2 separate regions of the Mus musculus genome follow, and region 1 is linked to region 2. The links are chromatin contacts, called in public Hi-C maps. All regions are on one chromosome and are shown on one strand. The core of a region is the stretch at or near the end of the contact, and the rest is flanking DNA. Distances in the headings are between cores, read along the strand shown.

Region 1 (6,104 bases), core at 2,648-5,147, 190 kb after region 2:
CCCTATAGGAGGAACAAGAATATAAACTAACCAGTACCCCCAGAGCTTGTGTCTCTAGCTGCATATGTATCAGATGATGGCCTAGTTGTCCATCAATGGGAGGAGAGGCCCTTGGTCTTGTGAAGATTCTAGGCCCGGGTATAGGGAAAGCCAGGGGCAGGAAAGCCAGGGGCAGTGGGTGGGTTGGGGAGCAGGGAGAGGGAGGATGGTATAGGGGATTTTCAGAGAGGAAACTAGGAAAGGGGATAACATCTAGCTGCATATGTATCAAAAGATGGCCTAGTCGGCCATCACTGGAAAGAGAGGCCCATTGGACTTGCAAACTTTATATGCCCCAGTACAGGGGAACGCCAGGGCCAAAAGTGGGAGTGGGTGGGGAGGGAAGTGGAGGGGAGGGGTATGGGGGACTTTTGGGATAGCATTGTAAATGTAAATGAGGAAAATTCCTAATTAAAATATTATAAAAAAAAGAAAAAAGAAAAAAAAAGATACCAGTTGTTCCAAGATTCCCCAAACAGTTAAATCTTACAGGCCAGTTCACTCAGTGATGGGAACAAATGTTGGTCCCACATGAGAATCATTACTCCACTGATGGAATCAAGGTCATCTCCAACCTTAAGTGTCTGAACAGGGCCCAGTGCAAACTAAAGTGACTTTGCAAGCAATAATGATTTCTGCTTTGCCAACAGAACCTCTAAGTAGAAACAACCTAAATAATAAAATGCACGAACAAGCTTGATTGAGATTGCTTGACTATAGTTCTTGTACCAGGCCTTTCTTCTCCTGTATAAGGGTGAAACTCTTGTTAGTCAGTAGTACAAGGTCTACTATCTTCCCAGTGTGGTCACACTGGAAATTTCCTTTCTTGCATCATTACCACTTGTGACAGGTGTTGGAATTTGGCCTAGAGGAGACTCAGGAACTCTGATAAGAAGCAGACATAGACATATAGTAATTTTTGATTAAACGCTATCGTCAAAAAGTTTAAAAACCCAATAGCTACAAGAAACTGGAGATACTATGCAAATGTTATCCAGTTCTCCCATCCTAGTTTGTACTAACAGAGTAATAGTTTCTATAAAACAAAACAAACAGTTACATGACACCCTCTTTCCCTTAGAAGTGCTTTAAAAATAACAGTAGTAATCGATCTTAAAAGATCTTGCAGGAAGTCATTGATAGAAAAAAAATTAAAACAAAAAACAGTTTTAAAAAAGATATTTTTAAACTTCAAAATCTGTAATAGTTATTTAATTTTTTAGGTGTTAAGCAGGGGGAAAATCCCTAGCAACTTTTAAAAAAAGTATGTTGTTAAATAATGTTTATTAATAACTATTATACATAATAATAGTGATATCTTCTTTTAAACCCTAGGCTTCATTCATGGTAAGTAAGCATTCTAACATTGGGCTATATGGTCAGCCCTACTGTATTGGTTTTAAAGACAACTGATGTTTCTTTTATTTAAACAGGTCTTGCTATGACTTTATTTACAGAAAACAGTAATTAGCAACAGGAAGATAAATATATGTAAGTGGAGTGCATGTGCTAACCATCTTAAAAAAAGTTTGCCACTAATTCATTTTGATACATGTTAATTTTGCTGATTTTTATGGTATTCATACCATGCTAAATCCTGAGATTGATGGAAAAGTGTGACAGTTCTCAGTGTAGGCTGTCTATCTGAGGCATTCTGACATCCAAGCCTTTTCCCAGAATTCCCTAAATCCTGGTGGCATGCCTAACCATCTGGTTTTACAACCGCCCTTTGTGACTCCAAGTGCAATAAAAGTTAAGAACCACTGTACTGAGACAAGATTCCAAGGACACTCCATTTCTACTTGAGTCAAAATCCAGCCAGTTCAACAGGAACACAGAAAGAAGGGAACATACAGAAAATGTCAAGTTCCCAAATTGCCTTAGCAACTTGTGAGGGGCCGTCTGTGGCAAGGTAAGACTTCCTCATGATAAACCATGAGACACAAGTTAGAGCCCAGAAGACAACTCCTGCCACAAATGCAGAGTAGTGCAGACATAACTAAATATTAGTACACACGCAGATTTCTTGAGAAATCTGGTCAACTTTAAGAGTTCTTTGCATCAACAGCATGACTTGGCTGCCAGAAAATAAACTTGGTCCAATGCTATGTCAACAAATGCTTGCTTTCTAGACAAGGAAGACCCCTCCTTTTCTGCATGCTTCGTTGGGGTATTTTAAGTATGGAGCCATGTTCTGAACGGCGTACTTTATGAAGATAAACTTAGCATGATGGATGAGGATAATTGGAACTGTCGGGTTAAACTAAAAAGGAATCTTTCACTGGTAGGAAAAGTAGCCCTGGGAGAACGTGACAGATATTTCCAAATATCTGAGGGGCTAACATGTGGAATTTACATTAGACGAAGTACGCAAAATACCAAAGTCAAAAGCAATGGGTAGTTGGAAGATTCAATGATGTCAGTCTTCAATAAAGGGAAGCACAGTCAGGGCAAGGGGCATTCACTGTTTGTAGAGGTATTTAAGCACTCACGGAAATGTTGGGCAAGGAGACCTCCAGATCATATTATTTGAATTACAAGGAAACGTCTTTCCTCCAACGACAATTTTGTGGCTTTTTAACATTAGTGCACTTAGTATAGTTTTTGAATAGGCAAGACCTTTCATGTCTCTATGCTGTTGATGCAGCTTAAGTGGAACTTCTGCCATCTGCCCACCTGCCCAGGAAAGCAGATGCCATCACCAGGAAGACAGCAGAGTTCCTAGGTGCTTTTCCAGAGAATAAATGCATCACTGCTGTTTGCTCTTTCAGCATATAAATTGTCCCATTTCATTCTCTTTCTCTTGCAAATGGAAGGTGTGTCTTGCAGATACAGTTTGGGTGTGTCTCTATCAATGTTCTTTAAGATTCTGGACCATCTGTCCTTCAGATGGAACTTTAGGTCTTCCGGAAGATCACTAAGATCTTAGCATGAATGACTTGCCCTGTATTCTGAGATGTCCCTCTTTGCATTCTTGCTTCAAGTAAACCAGAAAACAGTGGAGGTGGTGGTGCTGGGAAGGGCACTATGGCCCCATAGGTCTCTGCTATAATGTTGATCTTTTTCTCTGAAGTGTTTTAGAAGTCTCAGGCTGGTCCCAAACTTCTCAGGATAAAGAATGTCTGGAGAAGGATTTTACCACAAGGGGTTGCCAGGGCCAAAGCGTGCGTCTCCTACCCACTGTACCTGCTCCCCCCTCCCCATCTTTCTAGCAGCTGAGCTCAGTCATGTGGCCCCTAAAACTGGTCCTGCAGAGAGAGTCAAGCCCCCAGACCTGACTTGAGCCCCTGCCTCCCCACCCCGACACCCCAGCAGAGCCCAGAGAGAAGGGCAGAGAAAGGGAAAGCGAGGAGAGTGGATGGAGGTGGGGCTGGAGGAAAGCGTGGGGCTGGAGGGAGCAAGCTTCCTAGGGAAAGAGAGGGGAGGGCTGACTGGGCTCGGCACGCTCCCTCCCTCTTGCCGCTTTCTCTCACATAAGCGCAGGCAGAGGGCGCATCAGTCATGCCCTGCCCCTGCGCCCGCTGCCGCCGCCGCCACCGCCACCGCTCGGCCCCGCGCGCGCAGGAGGCTCGAGCGCCCGGGAGCTCGCGGGCCTCGCCGCCGCCGGGCGCCCCGCCGCCCTCCTCCCGCCCCCCGGCTCCGCCGCCACCACCGCCTTCTCCCGCGGCTCCCGCGGCCCGGCTCCTTTCACTTCGGGCGAGGGGAGGGAGGAGGGGGGACGAGGGACCCGAGGGCTCTTCGGGACGAGTGGAACATCGCGGGGTGACTGGGCTTAACCACCCCACCCCCTCTTCTTTGCAAAACACCAAAAACAAAACCGCGATCGGCGGAGCCGGCGCCCTCGCTTCACCTCGCGGGCCGCCACCGAGGGCAGTTCGGATGTCCGGTTTCCTGTGAGGCTCGTACCTGACACCCGGGAGCCTCTCCCCCGTGAGGGCTGCCAGAGCCGAGGGCAAAAGTTGCGAGCCGCCGAGTCCCGGGAGACGCTCGCCCAGGGGGGTCCCCGGGAGGAAACCACGGGACAGGGACCAGGAGAGGACCTCAGCCTCACGCCCCAGCCTGCGCCAGCCAACGGACCGGCCTCCCTGCTCCCGGTCCATCCACCATGCACTTGCTGTGCTTCTTGTCTCTGGCGTGTTCCCTGCTCGCCGCTGCGCTGATCCCCAGTCCGCGCGAGGCGCCCGCCACCGTCGCCGCCTTCGAGTCGGGACTGGGCTTCTCGGAAGCGGAGCCCGACGGGGGCGAGGTCAAGGTAGGTGCAAGGGACCCCGTCGGGTCGGGCTGAGGATCCGAGGCTCCCAAGTCCTGGACTGTGTGTGGGCTTGGCTTTACTGGGTGTACAGAGAACCTGCCGTGGAGTGTGTGTGCATAATTATTTATTTAACCTTTGGATCCAAAGTTAGAGATTGGTGCACGCTTGCTTGGAGCAAAGTTTCTCTTCTTTTTTTCTCTCCCCCAGTGGAAAGCTGTTACTAGAAAGGAAAGCAACTTAGAGGAGGGAAGGGCCCAAGAGGTGTTCAGTCACACAGATTCCTTCTCCTTCATAGTGGTCTCCTGCCAACAGAGGAGTTTGCACCCTGCCCCAGTGGCATGGCTCCAGAGAGAATTTCATTGCTGTAGGAAATGCTCTTTTCTTTTCCTGGCTGGTTTTGGACTCCAAAGAGCTTCTGGGGTGTGTGACCAGACAACGGAGTTTTATGCTCCTGGAGTTTGCATAGCAGGGGCCCCAGGCTCTGTGAGCTAGTTTGGAAAAAGTGTGAGTAAATTTAGAAACTGGGCTTAAAGGTTTTGGATTTCAGAATTAACTTGAACTTGGTCAAATCCAAGATGTAACAGAAATTGGAATCTTCTAAACTTTATCAATTCTTTTCCTAAACAGTGGCTATAAGATTAAAAAAAAATCAAAGTATCAATTAGTTTGTTTTATTTTGTTTTAAAGAGAAATAGCATCTTTCCTGAACACGTTAAGGGACTTTTGAAGACATTCCGATTGTCTGACTCAGTTATCTTATCTTGTGTACTTCTCACTTGAACCTTCTAAAGAATATGTTTATAACATCTTCAAGTTTATACTTGGCGTAATAGTTGGGATCTTGAACTCCTGCAAAAGTTTTGTGTTTAAGGCACTGCGAAGCCCCCTGGCTGGAAGCAGACTGAAGTGGTTTATAGTAGCTGACTGCAAGTGGGGGGAAAAAAATAGAAGGGGGTGTGTTACTCTCAACTTTCAGTTGACTTTATTGGTGAACATACACAGAATGTGCAGAGGTCAAACCACCTTCCCTGGAAAGGTTTGTCTGAGAAAAACTTTAATACGGACAAGACTAGGTTATAAGATATCAAGTTACCATTGTGTCTACATTTGGTAAAAATACAAATACCAGATTTTTCAGTCCATTATGAGAACTGCAATGTTCAGCACACGCTTATCACTATACGTACAATGACGAGAATATCCTCGTCTCTAAGTGCCACAGAAATAAAGCTCGGGACAGAATCATACTTCCTGTAATTCGAGCCTTTGAAGTTTGCCAGACCTATTCACTTTCTGCCTCTGCAAATTCAAACTGATATACTTGTGACTTAGTCAGACAACATCACCATCGCCTATGATAGCTAGGCTTTGATTTACAGTACGAAAGCGTGACGCCTTGAGTTAAATGAGAAGCCTTTTCAGATAAGCCAATAGTTTATTCAAGGAGTCTGTCACGTCTGGGTCAATCCCAAATGACTGTATCAGAGCATGGATGTTTGTATGAGCTCAGTTGTGTGTTCCAAGAGGTCACCTTCAAAGGATCTTCTCATTGGTAGTCATTAAACATCTTATTTTCTCTGAAAATTTTGTTTGCAAAAGTTTCTTTTCTTATTTAATCATTTTTTAAAATATTGTATGTTGAATAAGAACTGATATTTGGTATGTAATATGACTTTTTTTAACTTATCAGAGGAAACATTATTTTGTATGTTTGAATTTCATGAGCAGTATACTTCTGCTTACTGAGCCTTTCCCTAGTGGGCAAGCAGAACTTTTGACAGCTTGTTTTACTGATGCCTTCAGGGAAACTGTA
Region 2 (6,178 bases), core at 2,816-5,315:
ACAGGATAATTACTTCAAGTTATCTAAGAAATGGTCAATTTGCATAGAAGAATATAATTTCAAATCGACATGTGATGCAATATTTTAAATACAAGGAATACAAATTAATAGAACCAATAAAATGATCTGAAGTAAAATGATAAGGTATTTTGCAAGTTAGGCTGGTTATATAGGAGACTTAGGGTTTCATTCTTCAACATGCTTTATTCTGGGTTATGGGTATTCTAGCATCCATTAAGGATCAAGGCCAGAGCAATACATTTTATGACACCAATAGTTAAAGATCTGATGATATTGAGACAGAAATAGAAAACTAGAACTCCCCTGAAAGTAGAAAATCTGCAACAGCATTGTAGGGAGTGCCGGCAAAGCAGTGCAGCATTCATGTCCATCCATGCCCTACTACCCTGCAGATGAAGTCTATGTCTGGCAGGAAGAAAACCTATAAATAAAATATGTACAGATAAGGAAAAAAAGAATTATGAGCATTCTGGAAGAGGGCTAAGTGCTCTTAAATTAATGAAGAGAAACCATAGACATGGTGTACCAAATGACTTCAAATATTGAAATATGGCATATTGAAAAGCATTTTGCTATGTGTAATTTCAGAGGAGAAAAACAGTACTAATGAAGGGTTGAAGGAGGGGAAGACTCAGGACATTTAAGCCCAATATAAGAGACATTTGGGACACTAGACTGCCCAATAATGAAACAGTACAGTTCTCTAAGTATTATGCTATCTCATTCTGATGGTGTGGGCCATGAACATCTGTCACCGCTCTCCTAGAAGATAGATAACCTAAGAAACAGAGTGGATAAAACCATTTCCAAGCTATTTTCCAACTCTTTCAATGTACATTTAGCACATACTGTTAGTCAGAACTTATATTTTTATAAAATATAAAAAGTAATAATGTAATGGACTTGTGTAATCTTGTGGTAAAATTTTATGTATGGAAGTTATTATTTAGTGCTATGTAGTACAATGGGATAAAGAACAGTTGATGATTAATTCATTCTGAAGGGTCACAGATCACAAAGTCTGTGGTTTTTTTAACACAGTCTTTGGAGATGAGGGATTTTTAAAGCTGGCAGAGAGAAAGAAATTGTATGGCAGAGGAGACAAAGTACATGAAGTGAAAAATGGGAAATTTATATAATGTTAAGAGAATTGTGGATTGAATGTTTTGGCTAGAACTTTGGATAAGTACAGATTAAAATGATAATGGGCTTAAAAGTTGTCCTAAGGGATAAATATGGATGCTAACCATGTTGGATTTATACAGAGATGTTTAGAAAGGTGGTTATTGAAATCATATGTGAACATTAGGAAGATAATCCTTCTTTCAATGTAATGATGGAAAATATAAGGATAGAGTAGAGATAGTAAAAGATACCAAAGTGCATCAAGTATGAAGAATGAGGAATGAAGCTGAGTACCAATTGAAGGTTGAAGGACTAAGAAACCTGAAAGAATTTCCGAGCTGAGTTAGAAGGCTTGGGCTTTCACTGTGTGTAATTGCATTCAGAAGGAGTAATCCCAGGACACTGTCTCTTCTATTGGGTTTGTTGAGTATATGTAAGGTAGATCAGTAGTCTACTTAGAAGGGGTTCAACACTAAAACAGTTTTCCAAAAGAGAAAGGAGGAAAAATAGAGTTTATTTTTATACTAGTTGATTTTGAAGTGCTAAAAGAAATAGTTGGGAATTCACATGAAGATTATGAATTTGGAAGAGACAAATGAGACAAGGAAAATTGAGATTCATGTTAATTAAAGAGAAGAAAGTCAAAGGTGTGAGAATAAAGGAGCGACTGAAGGAAAGCTTGTTTGCTGATAGAGATTGACTCTAGACCACATCCCATCTATAAGGCACCTAGGAAAGAAGTGACATGGTTGTTGTTTGTAGAAAAATACCCAACACAGCTACAGGGCTACCTATATCTCCTCAGATGGAGGGGACTTTCCCAATTTGGTCAAAAAATACTTTTGAGTCATTGCCACATGCAATATAAATGTAGATTTATTTTTGGTACGGCAAAATCTGAGTGTTAGATGTAGTGAATATTAAGTGGTTAATATGCTAGACTATTACAGGAAATGGTGACTGACTGTGATGAGGAAGATAATTTTTTTCAATTTTTTATTAGATATTTTTCTTCATTTACATTTCAAATGCTATCCCGGAAATACCCTATACCCCCCCACACCCTGCTCCCCTACCCACCCACTCATGAGGAAGATGACTCTTATTGGAGCACATATCTGAAATTCCCATACTTGGGAGGGGATATGGGAAGATCAAAGGTACCCCAAACTATATATTAATATCCTGTCTTTAAAATGAAGAGAAATAAGAGAGAGGTGGAGGGAAGGAAAGGGGAGGAAAAAAGAAGAAAATTAGAAGCACAATACACCTATACATCCTAACACAATTTCTATTGAGACCAGACCAAAATTCTATTCAATAATACTGGATCTTTGTCTATAAATATTTAGGCCTAATTCATGGCTCAGGGTTGTTTTATTTGCTATGTGGAAAATATTATTATTTTCTAAATAATATTATTTAATATCCTTTAGACTAGTTTAGGAACATTATAGTACCCTGGAGATGAGTAGTTGTTCACACTCTTCTACAAATATCTTTATCTTATTCCCATGATTCCTAGTATGAGAATTTTGATATGTACCCTTCCTGATTCATTTCTGTATATGGGAATTGTGAGAGGCAGAAATCTTGATTAAATTAGTTTAAATGAAACCCGAGTGTAGGATACTGTTCTGTTCATTTGAGAGCTAAGCTTTTATTCCTTTGGCACATCACAGAATGTCAAGAGATCAAGGCTATCAATCTTGGAAGGCAGAAAATATCATAGACTACCAAAGATAGAAATGGGTTGATTTCAGACATGAGGAAAGAGTAATAAATGATATTACAGTGGTCATGATGTTTTGTCCAGGAATAGAAACCTTGACTAAGACAGACGTAATAATACAAATTAAAAAACAATTGCATCATTAGTATTTCAACTCCCTAAGGGTGAGTCTCATATCTAAATCTACAATGTAAACTCTCTTTGAAAGTGTAAGTGATGATACAACCTTACCCTTAGATCCAAATGCATTTTCTTTTGTTTTCTCTGATCATAACTAGGGACAAGGCAAGATGGGGACAGTCCTAAGGACAAACTATCCTTTTTTCTCTGATAAGAAAGAACATTCAGGAGATGGATAATTGAGATTAAAAGGCCATTGTTAAGTCACCAAAGATAAGGTGGACATTGCTACTATACATTTTTGTAGATATTTCATTATGAATAAGTTTTCAAACTTCTTTTCCAGGAATAGTTAATTGGGAATATTGTATATTAGAAACCTGCTTGATTTTCCAGAATATTTCAATACAGTCAAGTTAGTATTTTAATATATAATTAAAATAAAAATGTTTTCAGAGTCTAAATGTTATTCATACACACCAAGAATGTTGCTAGTAGATAGTTGATAAAATGAATTATCTACCTTGGCATAATGTGATATTTGATGTCATTGAAGTTCTCTATTTGATGTGTTATTTCATAAAAATATTTATTGGAAACAAGCGCTTGAAAATGAATTTTTACTTTAATTTATAGGACATGACAGCAAAGCACACATAGTTTAAAGTAAAATGTAGGAGTTTTTAATATGAAAACAAACATTTTGGTTAGTTATAAAATGTGTCTTACATTAGAATCCAGCTGACTTTTTGAAGCAGGAAACCATTTGAGAAACCAGAAGTACACAAAACCACTTTCCTAGTCATCTTAACCAGTTAATGGGGAGCTATTTTTAAAACAATGCAGCAAACAGCCTTAAACTGGCCAAAGTTACACAATATAAAATAGAATATATCCACTTACAGCATACCATGATATGGCACCCAGCATATTGAGACAGCATTTGGTAAATATTAATTAGATTGAAATGTCTGTTTTGGAATGCTCACATGCTAGTCTTGCTTTCAGGAAATGCCTGAGATACTCCACAGGGTAGAGTCCTCACAGACCGTTCCCATAGCACTGAGCAAATAAGAATGCACATATTTATGTAAAGGATTGAGTGGGCGAAAGTCTAGTCTTGTCAGAGTAGCACTATATTGAGCCTGGGCAAAGATTAATATAGAAACCTGGGAAAATGTATAATATGGAACTCACATATGCACATTATTTAAAATTCAAATGTGTACGAGACATGGTATGTTGATAAATTAGCGAAGGAAGATTTAAGGTGCACCATTCCATAATGAAGTTCCAAACAAATAAGAGTATCAGGAACATCTACAAATATGTCCTCCTACACATCCGATTTTTGTATTGGATTTCCTGATATTCTCTCCTGCCAAATTCTGCTCTGCTCAACTTGGACTTAACTATTTACTTCTCTGCAGATCTGCAATAGACCTGGACTAAATTCTGAAACATGTAGAGAAGTCAGTTTGTCTCCTCATGCCTGCCAAATTCACAGTACAGCGAAGCTAGAAATGTTATCAAGTTTCTCTGAGGCTGGCACTCTTCAGTTTCTTTTATGCCTAGTTTGCCAGGGGGGTACTTGGCTCCTGTCTGATTCCTCTGAAGCCCCGACCATATGGTGATTTGTTAATGTGGCTGATGTAATTTACATCCTGTTCAAAGATGACAACATTCTAAGATTTGCCTAATGTTTATTTAAAACAATTTAAAAGCCATTGGAAATTTATCATTCCGATTGGAGTCATCCAAATATTTTGTAGTTGTTACACAGCATAATAAAATTGATCTTTGAGATCATCCTTGATTTTCATCTTCCTTCTGGAGAGTAATTTAACAAATATTCTCTGTCCTGTGGCACACCAATAAGGGGCAAATATTAGACAGCAGAGACATGAAACTCAAAGCTAGACATTTAGAAAAGTCATTTATGAAAAACAGAATTTATGCCTTTGTGAGAGATAATGAGAAAGAATAAAATGAATAAATAAACTTCACTTGGAAGAAAAATAAAAACATCAGGTTGAGAATAAAAGAGAAGCCCCTGATACCAAAAATAGGCAGATATGAATGAAGACAGAATTAAGAAAACTTGTTGTGAAATATAGCCCTTTCATTAATTCCAGAAAAAATGAGTGAGGAGTGGCAGTAATCATGGCCAAGTATCTACTATATTTTAGGCTCTTTGGGTGCTGTGTTATACGTTTTAAGCAGATGAGTCTATGTGCACTCCATGTATTTTAACAGGGTGCATCCATTTGGTGATAGCTATTTTTATGATGTGCATTTCTGAGCATTTATTTTGGAATTTGATGCATAATAAATATTTTGAATCTGGTTCCTATTGATGGGTTTCATGGACTACTGAGAAAATATATGAATGCATAAACTATTGATAACAGGGTCAAATTCAGATTTTTCTGATACTGCAGTATTCATGTGCAAATCACTTTAGCTCCAATTTAAATAATAAGAGGAGTATGTTCCAAATAACTATAGTTATAGTAACTTTAAATGAATACTCACAGAACTATATTAAGAGTATATAATACAAAGGAAAGAAGGAAAAGTATAGTATTTGTGTATTTAACATGTGAGTGTGTGTGTGTGTGTGTGTGTGTGTGTGTGTGTGTGTGTGTGTGTGCATACACAAATGCTTTGCCATGCATACTCGAGTCAGAGAACAAGTTGAGAAAATCAGTCCCTAATTTAACCATGTAATTTCCAGGGAGTGAGCACAGGTTATCATAATGGGTAGGGTAGCAAGTGCTAGTATCCACTAAACAATCTCATTGGTGCTTGTGCGTTTTGGATGGGGAGGAGGCAGAGTCCAATCATGTAGTTCAACTTAGACTAAGAACTGCTATGTCTCAATGTCTAGCCTGAAACACACTTTCTCGCTCATCCTCATAAGTGCTGGGGTTGGAGACAGCCACCACCACCTTGACAAAGTCTAGTTTATATTTATGTGATGAAAGTTGTCAACTTAGAATAGAATGATAGAGGATGCTTCATAAGAGCCCCATGGAGGCCATAAGAGGAAAACCTCTAGTGTGTACACAAAGCATAAAGGGGAAAGAATGAAAGCACAGGATTAATAATCTAGTAGAAATGGGCCAGCATTTGAAACACCTATGTAATTAATTATAAGAGTTTCCTGATAACTGGTAC

What was found. Hi-C and Micro-C count contacts between places; a contact is called where the count stands out from the background.
Region 1: a contact with region 2 is called in a Hi-C map of cerebellar granule neurons, with 2.0 times the contacts expected there. The contact joins the promoter of Vegfc here to the enhancer-like site in region 2. A contact is called at or near these places in 5 of 39 promoter capture datasets (the 3T3-L1 cell line, the C10 cell line, hippocampal neurons and 1 more), 1 of 15 datasets of contacts at CTCF or cohesin (large pre-B cells), 3 of 484 Hi-C or Micro-C datasets (bone marrow-derived macrophages, cerebellar granule neurons and palatal mesenchyme), 5 of 115 datasets of contacts at active chromatin or transcription factors (the 230-238 cell line, bone marrow-derived macrophages, embryonic forebrain and 2 more) and 1 of 9 other capture datasets (adipose tissue).

Annotation. Positions count from the first base shown.
Region 1 is chr8:54,073,635-54,079,738 of GRCm38.p6, forward strand. It overlaps Vegfc (vascular endothelial growth factor C), which reads left to right and starts at 3,898. Exons shown (of 7, transcript NM_009506.2): 1 at 3,898-4,291. The coding sequence starts at 4,145. Gm33153 reads right to left here. Exons shown (of 1, transcript XM_006509526.4): 1 at 2,436-6,104. The coding sequence starts at 4,139. The coding sequence ends at 3,300.
Region 2 is chr8:53,888,441-53,894,618 of GRCm38.p6, forward strand. No RefSeq gene overlaps it. Among named protein-coding and RNA genes, the nearest start is that of Vegfc, 190 kb to the right of the region's middle. Within about 2 kb of position 4,066, at least 8 of the 459 cell types and tissues checked have an H3K27ac peak or open chromatin away from gene starts, as enhancers often do. A contact at or near this core is called in cerebellar granule neurons, where this site is marked.